Regions from separate parts of the Sus scrofa genome. Here region 2 is linked to region 1. The links are chromatin contacts, called in public Hi-C maps. All regions are on one chromosome and are shown on one strand. The core of a region is the stretch at or near the end of the contact, and the rest is flanking DNA. Distances in the headings are between cores, read along the strand shown.

Region 1 (6,907 bases), core at 1,457-3,956:
TACAGTCCCACACCCCCTTCCCCACCAGGATTCCCAGACCTTTACTTTTCCTCTAACTCCCCTAAATCTTGGGCATTTTAATGCTGAGCTTACCAATTCTTGAAGCTGTTCCCTAGGCCAGGGTTCTCTGTGCCTGGACATCACCTCAAGTCACCAGACCTTATTTAAAGAAGTTAAATGACTCATCCAAGATTATACAGATGGGTAGAGGGCAAAACTCAGAGCTTGAAAGGCTGATATAGAGTCAGGCAGAGATTAGCACTCAGTTGATAAATATACATTTGAGAAAATTTAAAGAGTCCAACAAATATAAACCTATAAAACTTATAAAATACAGTATAAAAGTCAAAGAAGGGAGTTCCTGCTGTGGTGCAGTTGGTTAAAAATCCACTGCAGTGGCTCAGGTTGCTGCAGAGGTGTGGGTTTAATCCCCGGCCCGGCCACAGTGAGTTAAAGTATCAGGTGTTAGTTACCACAGCTGTGGTGTAGGTTGCAGCTTTGGTTCAGATTCAGTCCGTAGCCCAGGAACTTCCATACACTAAAGGTGTGATCATTAAAAAGAGAGAAAGATATCAAGGAAGTTATGAGTTGTAAAAATTTAGTTCAGAGCAGCTTCCATTGTGGCTTGGTGGTAATGAACCTGACTAGTATCCATGAGGATGTGGGTTTGATCCCTGGCCTCACTCAGTGGGTTAAGGACCCGGTATTGCCATGAGATATGGTGAAGGTTGGAGACACAGCTCGGATCTGGCATTGCTGTAGCTGTGGCATAGGCCAGCAGCTGCAGCTCCCACTGGACCCCTAACCTTGGAACTTTCATATGCTGTGGATGTGGCCCTAAAAAGCAAACATAGATAGATGATTGATAGATAGATAGTTAGATAGATAGATAGATAGATAGATAGATAGATAGATAGATAGATAGATAGAAAGAAAGAAAGAAAGAAAGAAAGAAAGAAAGGAAGAAAGAAAGAAAGAAGGAAAGAAAGAGAGAGAAAAATTTAGCTCAGGATATTACCTCAATGACCAGAGCAGCCATAATATGATTATTGAAAGATCAAAAATGGTGCCTTAAAAAGGCACTTCTTTGGGAACATGAAGAAGGAGCTAGAACAGTATTGCTCCAACTGTGTTGTATGGGAGACTATATTCTTGGGCTGTGAATAGGTGTGTCTTGACTAAGTGCTCCCATCATCAGGTGAGCTTAGGATGCAGACTCCATCTGCCCATTGGCAGTGCCAATGCATCTAAACATATTTCAAGTCCTAAGAAGTTGTACAGTAAAGAAGCCCATTACTTTTGATTTATCCTAATCTTTCCTAAACTTACTTGATTATGACTCTCTTTTTCTAGAGAATACCTCTTTGTTCTGAGAACACAGTTTGTGAAATTCTAAGCCAGATTTAGTAGGTTTAACTCCCAATTTTTAGACCAGTTTTTTATTTTATTGAATTTAAGTACAGTTAATGTAAACTACGACCTTTAGAATGGATAAGCAATGAGGTTCTACTGTAAAGCCCAGAGAACTATATCCAATCTCTTGGGACAGAACATAATGGAAGATAGTCTGAGAAAAAGAATGTGTAACTCCTGATTTTTAATTCAATTATTAGCTAGAATGAAGCCACTGGGTTTATACAGTTCACTGGATGATCATAAGCCTCGTGTCATTACAGATTCTCTGATATGTGCCATGCACTGAGATGCACCCTCATTCAGTGCTTCACCCTCTCCCAAATTTCCAGGATTTAATAAAAGGATGGTAGAGAAGTCCCATCATTTCAAAATGCTTTCCTTTGAAATCAATCAGTCACAGCTTCAGCAGACTGGATTTCAGAGTGGGAGCTACAACTGCTCAATAAGAATTCAAATCCCAAAGCACACTTTTCTGGGGAGTTAAAACATCATAGGCCCATGACATTGAGGGCTGGAGTAGGCTCTGGAGGTTGCGAACCAGCGCCACTGTCTCATGACTCTGGTTAGCAGCTTCGGGAGGGTAGCCAGATGTCAAGGCCACAAGCTCCACAGAGGTAGAACTGGGATTGGAACACAGATCTTTTGGTGCCTCTGCCAGGATTTTCCTGTCCTGGAATTAACTGATCTTCTCCGAAAGGAAGGGCCTAGTCCTCTTCATTTTGAAAACCACGATGGAAAGATGAGAAGGAAATGTGCCAAAATGTGAACACTGCTTGACATAGTGGCAATTTTTCTTTAAATGCCTGAAGCCACAGCATATGGAAGTTCCCGGGCCAGGGATTGAATCTGAACCACATCTGTGACCTACGCCACAGGTGAGATAACACCAGATCCTTTAACCTACTACGTGGGGCCAGGGGATCAAACCAGTGCCTCTGCAGCAACCCCAGCTGCTGCAGTTGGATTCTTAACCCACTGTGCTACAGCGAGAACTCCAAGAGGCAATATTTTTGGTCTTAGTTCTATTTTTCTGATTGACCAAAATGTCTACAAAGGGCAATTATTGCTTTTATGGCAGAGAAAAATTTTAAAAATTAAAAAAAAAAAAAAGAGCAGCAGCAGAAGGTTAAGCCCATACCCTGAAAAGCATCATCCATGGGGCTTCTAGTCGTTGATCAGAATAAGCAGAACTAGTGAAATGCCATGGCATTTCCCTGTGTCAGGAGAGGCATCCAGCTGTGAGCAAAGATGACTCACTGGGGCAGCAAGGAGACCTCCCTGCTGGCTGCTGGCGGGGCACTGGCTCCTGCTGATGGCTTCATGCTGCTGTGGCTTCACCCACAGACTGGCAAGGAGCAGAGCCCTGCTTCATTGACTGCGGTAATTTCCTCTTAAAGTGTGTATCTCAAGATTAGCTTTGAATGGCTCCTCAATAATTTCTAAACTGAACCTAACTGAACACACGTTTAAATGGAAATTTTTTTTTTTTTTACTTTGCCTTTCTGTAGTTATGCATTGGCCTCCTACTCTAGTAAAAACTTCTCTTCAGCCCATGTCTGAAAACAATACTTTTATAGATTTAATCCCTATTTTAGAAAGTGGTAAATTATTTATGTGTGTGTGTGTGTGTCTCTCTTTTACTGCTGCTATAACAAAAATACCATGGATTGGGTAGCCTATAAACAACAGAAGTTTGTTCCTCATAGACCTGGAAATCTAAGATCATTCAAACAGACTTGGTGTCTGGTGAGGGCCCACTTCCTAGACAGCTATGTTTTTGCTGGGACCTTACATGAAGGAAGGAGCAAGGGAGTTCTCTGGTGTCTATTTCTATAAGGGCACTACTCCCATTCATAAGGAGCTCATCCTCATGACTTAAACACTCCCCAAAGGCTGCATCTCCTGATACCATCTCACCAGGCAGTAGGTTTCAACATATGAATTTTGGGCAGATACAAACATTCAGTCTATAGCAGTGTGCATACATGCTATTTCAATCTGAGTCAGATCCTTTAATGCCAAAGAGAATAAATGGATAATCCTCTCAATCAAATAGTGCGGTTAGTGTGGTTTTAGTCAGTTCTGCAACATCTTTTTATAGGGGTTCTCTAAAAATTGTCCACTGTGATCTGAAAATATTCTGAATCTCTAGATACTCATTCCATACTCATTCTTCTTAAAAGTAGTGGCTGAGGTACTTTTCCAATAGGTCCATCCTTTGCTTCAATATGTCTTCACTTCTTACTCTTTTCTCCGTGACACTAACCCTTCATCGTGGGCCTCTCCATTTCAGGCAGTCATTCCTCCTTTCCTTTAGCATCAGCTTAGCCTGCCCTCTCTCCCTCTCTCTCCCTCTCTCTCCTCTCTCTCCCTCTCCCTCTCTCTCGGCGTCCCAGAGTGTATCATGTCCTGTCTCCACTTTTTAAGGCCAGTATCTTCCTTTGCGCCTTTGAGTCCAACCCATATCACCCACGGGCCCTGATCCATTAACTACCTCTCCTGGCCACTTTATTAATTTTCCTCTTCTTACCAATTTCCCTCTCTCAGTTTATAAGCATGTTTAATTCTCATTCACCTTAAAGAATATAATTCCCCTTTGACCACACATGGTCTTCCACCTTCTGCTTCACTTCACTTGTCCCTCTTCCTCAAGTTTCTCAAGTCATTAGACTGTAGCCACTGTCTCCACTTTCTTAACTCACATCCACTCCCCTCCCTGGGAGCAACAGGGCTTCTACCCATCAAACCACTGTGGGAGTTTCCCTTAAGTTCACTGGTATAGAGGCACAGTCCTGTCTCCTCATGGTACTAGACATCTGTCTTGCCTTTGACCCTGATGTCTGCTCATCCCTTGAAAAACACTCTACTCACTTTGCTCCAAGAGTCCATGTTCAGTCTGTTCTCCCTGCACCCCCTGACTGAATCTCTTTTGTAGGTTTTTCTTTCTCCATGTGCCCCTTAGACATCAGGATTTTTGTGTTTCATTTTCCAGAGTTTCATTCTAGACCTACTTCTCTTTTTATTCTACAGGGACCCCCCCCCCCCTCATTGGGATGTCCAGTGGCACTTCAAATTCAGCATGCTCCAAATCAACTCATTATCTCCCCAACCTCCCAAACTTATATCTTCTACTATTCCCCCTGTTAGTTGGAGAACCATCACCAGAGTAGCAAATCATCACTATTTTCACTAACTATGGGGCTTCCTAGCATGTGGGACTCCCTGTATTAATAGGACAGTCCTAGGCAAACAGAGATGTAACCCTAACCACCATCCACTCATCATCGGGTCCAGAATCTGGGATTCATCTTTGGCTCTGTCCCCTTTTTTTTCTCCTTCAATCTCCGTGTCCTTCCAATTTAGTTTCCTAAACAGTTATCAAACCCCTACTTTCCTCTCCACCCCCAGCTCATACCCTATCTCTTGCCTGTTGTCATATCCTAGCTCCTAAATCTCTGATGCCACTCTTCTCCCTTAGATTCAGGCTTCACACAGATGCTGAAGAGAATTTTCAAACAGAAATCTCGCCATATCTCTGCCCTGCTTAAAACATTACACAGTCTCCCCATTGTTCTTGGGATAAAGCCCAAACAAGTTAACATGGAAAAGTCCTCTTTGGACCCTCCAGGCCCAGTCTCACATTGTGTCAGTCACTGAGCTATGTACGTATTTCCACAGTCCAGACTGCTCATCCCCAGCTCCAGCTGTGAATTCTTCCTACTGTGTTCTTATCTCTTTACCCCCATACCTTTTTCACTGGTTAACACTCAACATTCAAGGTTAAAGACGCAAATCCTCCAGCCTCACTGCCTCTAGATGGCCTTCCACGACACGTCTGCTCTACAGGTACTCTGACATGTCCCTCAGGTACGCTGCCCACAGCCCACGGTGTATTCAGATGATCCACTTGCCAGTCAGTCTTTCTTCCCCTCTGGATTGTGAACTTCCCAGGAGCAGATGCAGGTGACTCTTAGATGGCATCTAGGAAAATGCATGGCACTAGGTGACCTCAACTAAAATTCATGGAACATATCCATTTGTATTGAAAACTGGTAGCGAGCAGGTCAGATCCAGCCCAAAGACATGGTTTATTTGGCCTACATGGGAAAAAAAAATCAATGTTTAAAAATCAAGAAATCTCAACTAAAAATCTAAAATCTGGAGCTCCTGTCACAGCTCAGTGGAAATGAATCTGACTAGTACCCATGAGGACAAAGGTTTGATCCCTGGCCTTGGCTCAGTGGGTTAAGGATCCAGCATTGCCATGAGCAGTGGTGTAGATTGCAGATGTGGCTTGGATCTGGCATTGCTGAGGCTGTGGTGTAGGCCGGCAGCTACAGCTTCGATTTGACCCCTAGCCTGGGGACTTCCACATGCAGGGGTGTGGCTATAAATAGACTAAAATTTTTAAAAATAAAAAATAAAAATCTAAAATCTTAGAATCTCTTGAGAAGTCTAAATATCTGAAAATACCAGATTCATATTTTTCTGTGGTACTGACCTCATTAGAAAGGGTACCTGCTCACCATCTTCCCACGTCACTCTTAGCCTACATCACTCCTGCATCCTGGAAGGAAGTAGGTTCCTCATGTCTGCTCTACTCTGTTCTCAAAGAAATGTTTGGAGGGATATTTTGGTTGGCCTTCATTTGGGGAAGATGCCAGATGCTGTCCAAAGCAGTGGGTGGTTGCTTTTCCTCAGAGAGAAAAGAAATGGTCAGAGACCACCCTCCTGGTCATAAGACATTTAGGGTGAGCAAGAAGTCTACCCTGTCAATGACCTTTGCTCTGGTCTTCCCTCTTTCTAGATTTCTATCTAATACTGAAACGACTGTATTGTAATTCCTAGCTAAATTTTTGAAACTCAAAGAATCTTAACACAGATTTCCTTCCACACATTTCCCTAGAGAGAGCTGCATAAGAAGATGCTAGAGACATTTATCATCTTCAAACTAGCATTTTCACCATTGATGTCTCATATAATTCTTACCTCATCTCTGGGACAATGAGTCAAAGGGTCTTGGCATAAGAGCTCAAATTTTATAAGTATATTGAATTTTCTCCACAGGTGTGACTGTTTTCACACAAAACAGACCACAGTCATGTGCACAAAAACACCTCAAGAGATTTTTACATATTAACTGCTAATGGCTTTATGAATTTTAATGGTTCAGAGGTTTATTCTTTACCACAGGCCCAGATGGAAATCACTGCCATCAGAAAAAGCTGAAATCTCCAGCTGAGATGAAGCAGATTTCCAGGCAGAGGAAATCAGAATGGGACCTACCAGTGATGCCATCTGTTCTTCCCCACTGACCTAAGAGCTGGTGGCTCCTGGGGGACCTAAGGAATCATCCAGCTGTGGGATTATGTTTTATTGGGATTGAATTCAGTCAATGTTCCTGACGTCCAGGCTTTGACCCTCATTGCTTCTATCCGATACCTCTACTGTATGCTTTTTAATACATATTTATTAAGAAGAATAAAGTTAA
Region 2 (6,907 bases), core at 3,065-5,564, 200 kb before region 1:
AATATTTAATATCAAACTAGTGTTTGGTTCAACACAAATGCAGACAAGATTTTCAGGATAAATACCACTTAGCACTATTTCATGTTGTATACAGACCTTTCAGGGCAGCTTAATTCTAATCTCCTCCCTCCCCAAGCTAAAAAGATCTCATTCTTTAATTTCCACTTTTAAATAGAAAGGTCTCCCTTCTTCAGCCTTGTCCTCAATACTCATCTTCTAAGTTTAGATTTTCCTTGCAATTCAGGGCCCAGAATTCTACTTCTTCCTTCCTCTCAAATTATCCCTTTAACTTGTTTCTACTTATTTTTATAGGCCCCCAAAGCCTCTTCCTCAGGATAATGTGTAATTCAAAAAGCCCTCTCAACTACCCACTTTATCAAACTACAGAAGCCAACAATACCATTTTTCCTGTTTGGGTTTCAGGAAAGATACATTTTAACTAAAATTTCACCACTCATAAATTCCCTCACTAAATCTTTCTCCCCTGCCCCCAACACACTGGACTGTTTTATACACAATCACAATGTAATCAAACACCCAAAATGTATAATTACATAATCATAAAAAGACTTCCTAAAAATATATAACTTTAAGTGGATACCACACACCCTTTATAACTCTGATGTTTGGAGGACAGGCTAAAAATATACTGGACTTTTCTTATAAATTGTGTTTGTTATTTCTTGTTGAGAAAGGAGGGCAGACGTTCATCATACAAGGATCAACTGCTATATCAGAAACCACATCAACTGCTATATCAGAAACCACAAAATCTGTTACAACAGGATTCTATTCCAGATTGTAAACACACTTAAATCTTTTTTCTTTAAAAGCAGAAAGCTGGAATTGCATAAATCAGAGTCAAAGCCACCATGCTTTGCCCATAAAAATACTGGAGTTCCTGCTGTGGCACAGTGGGTTAAGAATCTGACTGCAGCAGCCTGGGTGGCTGCAGAGGTGAGGGTTCCATCACTGGTGCAGTAGATTAAAGGATCCAGTGTTGCTGCAGCTGTGGCTCAATATTTATAACTGGAGATTTGACCTCTTAATTAAAAAAAAAAAAAAAAAAAAAAAAAAGGATACACAATACTGAATACCTCCAGTTGCCCCTTAGGCTTCATCTACCAAAACAAGGCATTTATGAGTCTGGTATTAATAAGTTATAGAAAAAATCCATCTCTGCATAAATGTATAAAACTTTCTATCCTTTAGGAAACTTAAAACAATATTGAAATGACTTTAGAGAAGGCCCATGAAATTTAGTTCTGAACTCAGAAAACCACCTAAGGGATAATTTGTGAATGCCATCTGGGATCCAGGCAGCCTCATATACAAAAGGGAAAAGTTGTTGAGCTCATCCAAACCTAAAATTCACATACATTTTTACATCTGGACTGAATTAATCTTTTCTTGGTACTGACTTTCATGTAATAAAATAATTGTTTGCAGGTTTTATTTAAAAAAAAAAAAAAAAAACAACCCACAGCCTTAGAAATCAAAATGTGCAACATTCAAGTTGAAAACTACAAAGAATTCCTCTATCAAAAAGGTTAGTTGTGAGACAAGACTCATTTACACTAAACTCTGAACCTGACAGCTCAGTCAAAAACAATTGTTTGAAACTTTCATTTCAAGCATCTGCCACAAAAGGGTACACAGACTATTATGTCATAAATTCTGAAACTCAAAAGCTTTAGAAGCCTAGTAAAAGTGGAAACAAAGTTCCGAAACTAGAAAAGCTCTATAACCTCCACGTGCCCCCCCCCCATTCAATCAGCACAATTCCATGAGTTTTTAAAGAACTTGTAGCTAATAATTTTGAGTTAGCATATGGACAGTTAGCTTTCAAAAACTGTAGTCTTCATCCTGGCCCATGCTGTCTTCCTGTACAGCCATGAGCATCTAAAATCTGCAAGCTCAAATTATGTATTTGAAGCTGGTAGCTTACCCCTGGTTGCCCCCTAAAAAGCATGGGAGAGAAACAAAAAAAGATTTCCTGTCCCTTAAAATGTCTGGAGCCCCCCAAGAACGGCTGATTTCTGTGGTCCATCAGTGTCAGATCTCAGGCAATCATACAAGCAATTCGGGGGGGAGGGGAGAAGGATTAGTTCATATTACAGCCGGTCTGCTTTCTGGAAAAGATATCCTACAGATAGGAGATATCCCCTGGGGGACCCTTCTCATCTAATAATCCCAGAAGTCCATTTTAATATGAAATACAAATCCAATATATTTACGAACATCCTGAAAGAGCATTCAAATGTCAGCTGTCTCATACTGTGGAGTATTTTCATTTTTCACCTAATACTTTTATTTCTCAAAACCACATCCATGGAAAATGATTAAATGCTCGAAGTTTTATACTACAAAGGACAGCAGCACAGGCATCTGTTTTCCTGCCTCTCTTCTGTTCTTCTCCCCTCCCCCACTCCTACAGGCGGTTTGTAGGTCTTGGTGGTTGTTAAAATTACTTTCTACAAGTCTCCTACTGCTATAGATTCCAAAAAACTTCTGGTCCTTTAACATTGCTGGCCCTAAATTTATGCTCTGCTCTGAAAAGAGAAATCCAAAAGTCAAAAGCCTATTTAATGACAGATGTATTACGGAAAATTTTCCCCACGAAGTTTTGATGCTGTGAAGTATCAACTCCCTAAAATCACAGAAAGGAAATGACTTACATTCTTGCAAAATGAAGCCACTAGCAGCTTTCTCCAACAGTATTCTCTAATTCCCAAACTACACCCTGTGGCAACGCGGAGTATTTCGTGCAACAACTAAATTTAAATAGATGCTTATAAAAGCAATAAACAAACAGCATCAGGGCCCACAGAAGAATAGACAGAATCCTACACGGGAAATCTAGCAAGAGATACTTTTTGTCCACAGTCAAGAAGGTTGGAGAGCACAGGCTTGAAGTCAAAAGCAACCGACAACACTTGCTGAAGTTTTCCTTCCCCGCTGAGGGCAATGCACAACTCCTAGGGGAGATACTGGCAAAACAGATTTTTGCTGAGAAATGCAAAAGAAAAGAGTGTCAAGGAGCTAATATTTCTTTGGACACTAGCTACGCAAGTGCACGGCCTGAAAACCTGCCAACTTTCATTGCAACTTTAAAATATGCTTATTTTGACAGCTTTCCATTTCTTCCTGCCTTCAAGAAAACGCCCTCACCAGTAGGTTATACTGTCCCGGTAGTCGAGGTGCTGCTCTAAGCCCTGTGGACCTCACCCGGGTGGCCCTCAACTGTCCATTCCTGACAAGTCCTGGCCCCTCCCCGAGCAGAGGCTGGGGGTCTCCATGGCCCGGGGTCCGGCCTGCGCGTCGCCAGCTCCTCCCCGAACACAAATTCTGCAGGCCGCACCCCCGACTCCTAACCCACCGAGGCCTCCTTCCGGCGTCCCCAAGCCCGAGCTCAGTTTCTGGTTCCCCCGACTAGGCACTCACGGGGACGGTGGGACAAGACGCGGCGCTCGGGTCCCTTTCCGCAGCCGGGCTAACCCGGCCGGCGCGCGCACAACAGGCGGTACCGCGCGGCACCCAAGAATTCGCGGCTCAGGGGCTACACCCGAAGCCTGGGCACAGCGACGGGACGCGACGGGCAGGCGCCCCCAACACAGGGCGCCGGCGACCACCGAGCGCGGGCACTGAGCCCGGGGGCACAGCCCGCAGCCCCAGCTGGCCTCCCGCCCTCGCCGCAGAGCCGGCCCCGGAGCTCCGCGCCTCCCTCGCTGGCCGGCTCGGCTGCCCCGGGGCCCCGTCCTCCCACCCCGGCGTAGGCGAGCTCCGACTCGCAGAGAAGCTACCTTCCCGCCCGGTGCCCGACGCCCGGAGCGAGGGAACGCGGAGAAGGCGAAGAAAGACGCAGAGAAGGGGACACTGCCTGGGCTGCGGCTCGCGACTTTCAGAAACCCTCCCGAAGCCCGGTCCAGCCGCCGCCGCCGCCACCCGGCCGGCAGGGGGCACAGTGAGCGGCCGGGGCGCGGTGGCCCGGCTAGGGGGCGGTTTGGGGGAACCCCAGGGGCCGGGTTCCCGCTCGTACCTCGGAGAAAGTCCGGAGCACCAGGTGTCGGACTCCCGTCAGCTCTCCGTGCCTTCCTGCCGGTGCCGCGCCTGCCCCACTGTTCTCAGCCCCTCGGTCAGGGTAGCCGGACTAGCGCTCCACATCCGCCCCGCCCCACGCCCACGCCTCTCGCCCCGCCCCCGCCCACGCCTCTCGCCCCGCCCCCTGAGGCTCCTCCCCCCTCCGCCCTGAGGTAGCGGGGGCGGTGGCAGAGCCGCTGAAGCCCAGCACCCAGCTCCTAGCCGCACGTGGAGCTCCTGCAGGCCCCGCCCCGGGCCCAACCAAGCGTCCAGCGGAGGGGTGCAGCGAGTCCCGGGCGGGAGAAAGCTGAGCATACCACGCCTCCGGGTCCTGCACAAGGATGCTGTATTAGAACCGCGGCGATCTAAGTCTTTCCCTCACCACGGAAACAGTGGCGCAAGGGGACACTGTCAGCTCTCCCACTTTCTGGCCTAATGGCCTTTCTTCCGTCCATCCCCCGCTCCCGGGTATCGCTCCCACCAAAGCTCAGTCGCGCTGGCTGGGGGTGGCTGTTTGGCCTGAGCTTTATTTTACTAATTCAGAATGACTGTGGGGAGGCCGTTGAGAGAGGAGGCGGTACCTGCGGAGGAGGCTTCGTGATTCCTTGCTTCCCTCCGGTCCTGCACCCACCTGCCCACCCACCACTCGGGTCGCCGCTGCTTCGCGGGTTTTATACTGGATGGAGGGGGCGCCGCAGAGGAAGCCAAGTCGCCTCCGCTAACTCTCTCTTGCCAGTTCTTCAGGTAGACGCAGCCTCTATCCGCTGTGGTTTTAGTGTCAGTGGCCCCTTAGAAATTATATTTGCCCGCTCTTTCTCGATGGTTGCCAAGGCAAGTGATGCAGAGGGCCAGTGGAAGATATTTTTATGGCACTAAGACCCAAAATCAGGAGGTTTCTTTACCACTTTTAGTTGTTGGATCTAGGGAAGGGCTAAGCATCCACTGGGACCAGCCTCCACGTGGCCTTCAGGCCCGAGACCTCCAATCTCCTAGGTCTTCTGTGGACTCCTGACCCCTGGCCAGGAGCTACAGTAGTGCTCCCAAAGGGCCCCTCACTAAAGGATGTGTCTGGACATGACAAGGAGACAAGAAGAAGGCAGAGGACCTGAGAAAGGACACTATCCCAAATCAGAAGCCAACTTTAAAATTGCCCTGCTCTTTTGATCAACCATAAATATGTAAAGCTGGCTGTTATTGGTTGAAGGCACGTTTGTGTGCCTTGTTTGCATGGCAAAAGAAATTCCGTTTGTTCATCGCGACTAAAGTTTGTAATGGTTGTTTCATTCAGCTTTTACATTCTGTGAACTGTGACATTAAAACTGAGCATTGAGAATATACCTTCGGAGCTTCTTTTTTTTTTTTTGTCTTTTTGCTATTTCTTGGGCTGCTCCCGTGGCATATGGAGGTTCCCAGGCTAGGGGTCTAATCGGAGCTGTAGCCACCGGCCCAGGCCAGAGCCACAGCAACGCGGGATCCGAGCCGTGTCTGCAACCAACACCACAGCTCACGGTAACGCCGGATCGTTAACCCACTGAGCAAGAGCAGGGACCGAACCCGCAACCTCATGGTTCCTAGTCGGATTCGTTAACCACTGCGCCACGACGGGAACTCCTTTTTTTTTTTTTTTTTTTTTTTTTTTTTTTTTTTTTTTTATGCGGAGCTTCTTTTTCTTGGTCTTGCTTACAGCATATGGTAGTTCCTGGGCCAGGGATCAAACAGGGGCCACAGCAGTGACCCAAGCCGCTGCAGTGACCACAGGGGATCCTTAATCCCCTGAGCCATGAGAGAACTTTCTCCACCCCACCCCCCAGCTTATTTCTGATAAAGCAGAGCAGCTTTTAAGGATGTTGCACTCATGAAGTTATGACTCCATTATAAGACAAGAATTGTGTTCCAATGACTGCCTTTTAAATTAGCTATATTTAACTACTAGACTAACTTAAAAATTTGTTTATTACAATGTTAGCATTTAAAAGTGGAGAATTACACTTTTCCTCTTAACATGCATTCACAAACAGTGCATATTGAACAGTAGTTGGTAAGGTCTTAATTTTATATCTAATGAGATAATCTATTTTTTCATATGTGAAGATAAATGAGACAAGTGAGGAATATATTACTATCTTGGAAAACAGTTCCTAAATCTGATTTCTTTTCAGGTTTCATGCTTAAACATCTAGCAGATAAAAACAACATATTGTTAGATTGTAAAACACTGTTGCAATATAAAATGATTAGGTAACCCAAGGAGCAAAATAATATTAAACCACTTTTTAAAATCATGTGTTTAAGATTGGATTGTCTAAAATTTGATTATAGCAAAATTTACTATATGAATATTTTTCGAATCATGATTATGTTAACAGTATGAATACCATGATAAACATAACCTCTTATGTGGTACATTTTTGTAAACTAAGTACTTTAAAACTCTTAAAATTGGTTTTATAAATCCCTGAAACATAAAATTTGGAAAGAACTGATTTGGAAAACAACACATAATCCATTCAAGATGGAAATGGAACTGAGAAAAGGTGGGTTATTTTACATGTTTCTTATCACAGGAAATTTTTTTCTGTGCTTATTACAATAAAGAGTGCAGTTTTGTAGGTAATCAAAGTTATATTTTTTGACTCTTTGATGCTGATATTTACATTTATTTTCACTGGTATGATGGGAAATTTTCCTAAATATGGGACATTGCCCATCAAGTGAAACATCATCTAAAACACATCTTAAACTAATACGGTCTCCATAGCATTTACATATTAACATAACACTATATTTTTGCTTTAATTTTATTAGGAAGAAGTTACTCATTCCATGA

The links. Hi-C and Micro-C count contacts between places; a contact is called where the count stands out from the background.
Region 2: a contact with region 1 is called in a Hi-C map of embryonic fibroblasts, with 2.2 times the contacts expected there. The contact joins the promoter of FRMD6 here to the enhancer-like site in region 1. A contact is called at or near these places in 3 of 47 Hi-C or Micro-C datasets (embryonic fibroblasts and fibroblasts).

What each region holds. Positions count from the first base shown.
Region 1 is chr1:181,135,615-181,142,521 of Sscrofa11.1, reverse strand. The region is part of intron 1 of LOC102162767 (a long non-coding RNA gene); the gene reads right to left. Among named protein-coding and RNA genes, the nearest start is that of FRMD6, 200 kb to the left of the region's middle. Within about 2 kb of position 2,706, at least 5 of the 83 cell types and tissues checked have an H3K27ac peak or open chromatin away from gene starts, as enhancers often do. A contact at or near this core is called in embryonic fibroblasts, where this site is marked.
Region 2 is chr1:181,335,811-181,342,717 of Sscrofa11.1, reverse strand. FRMD6 (FERM domain-containing protein 6) reads right to left here and starts at 4,314. Exons shown (of 14, transcript XM_021101841.1): 1 at 4,040-4,314.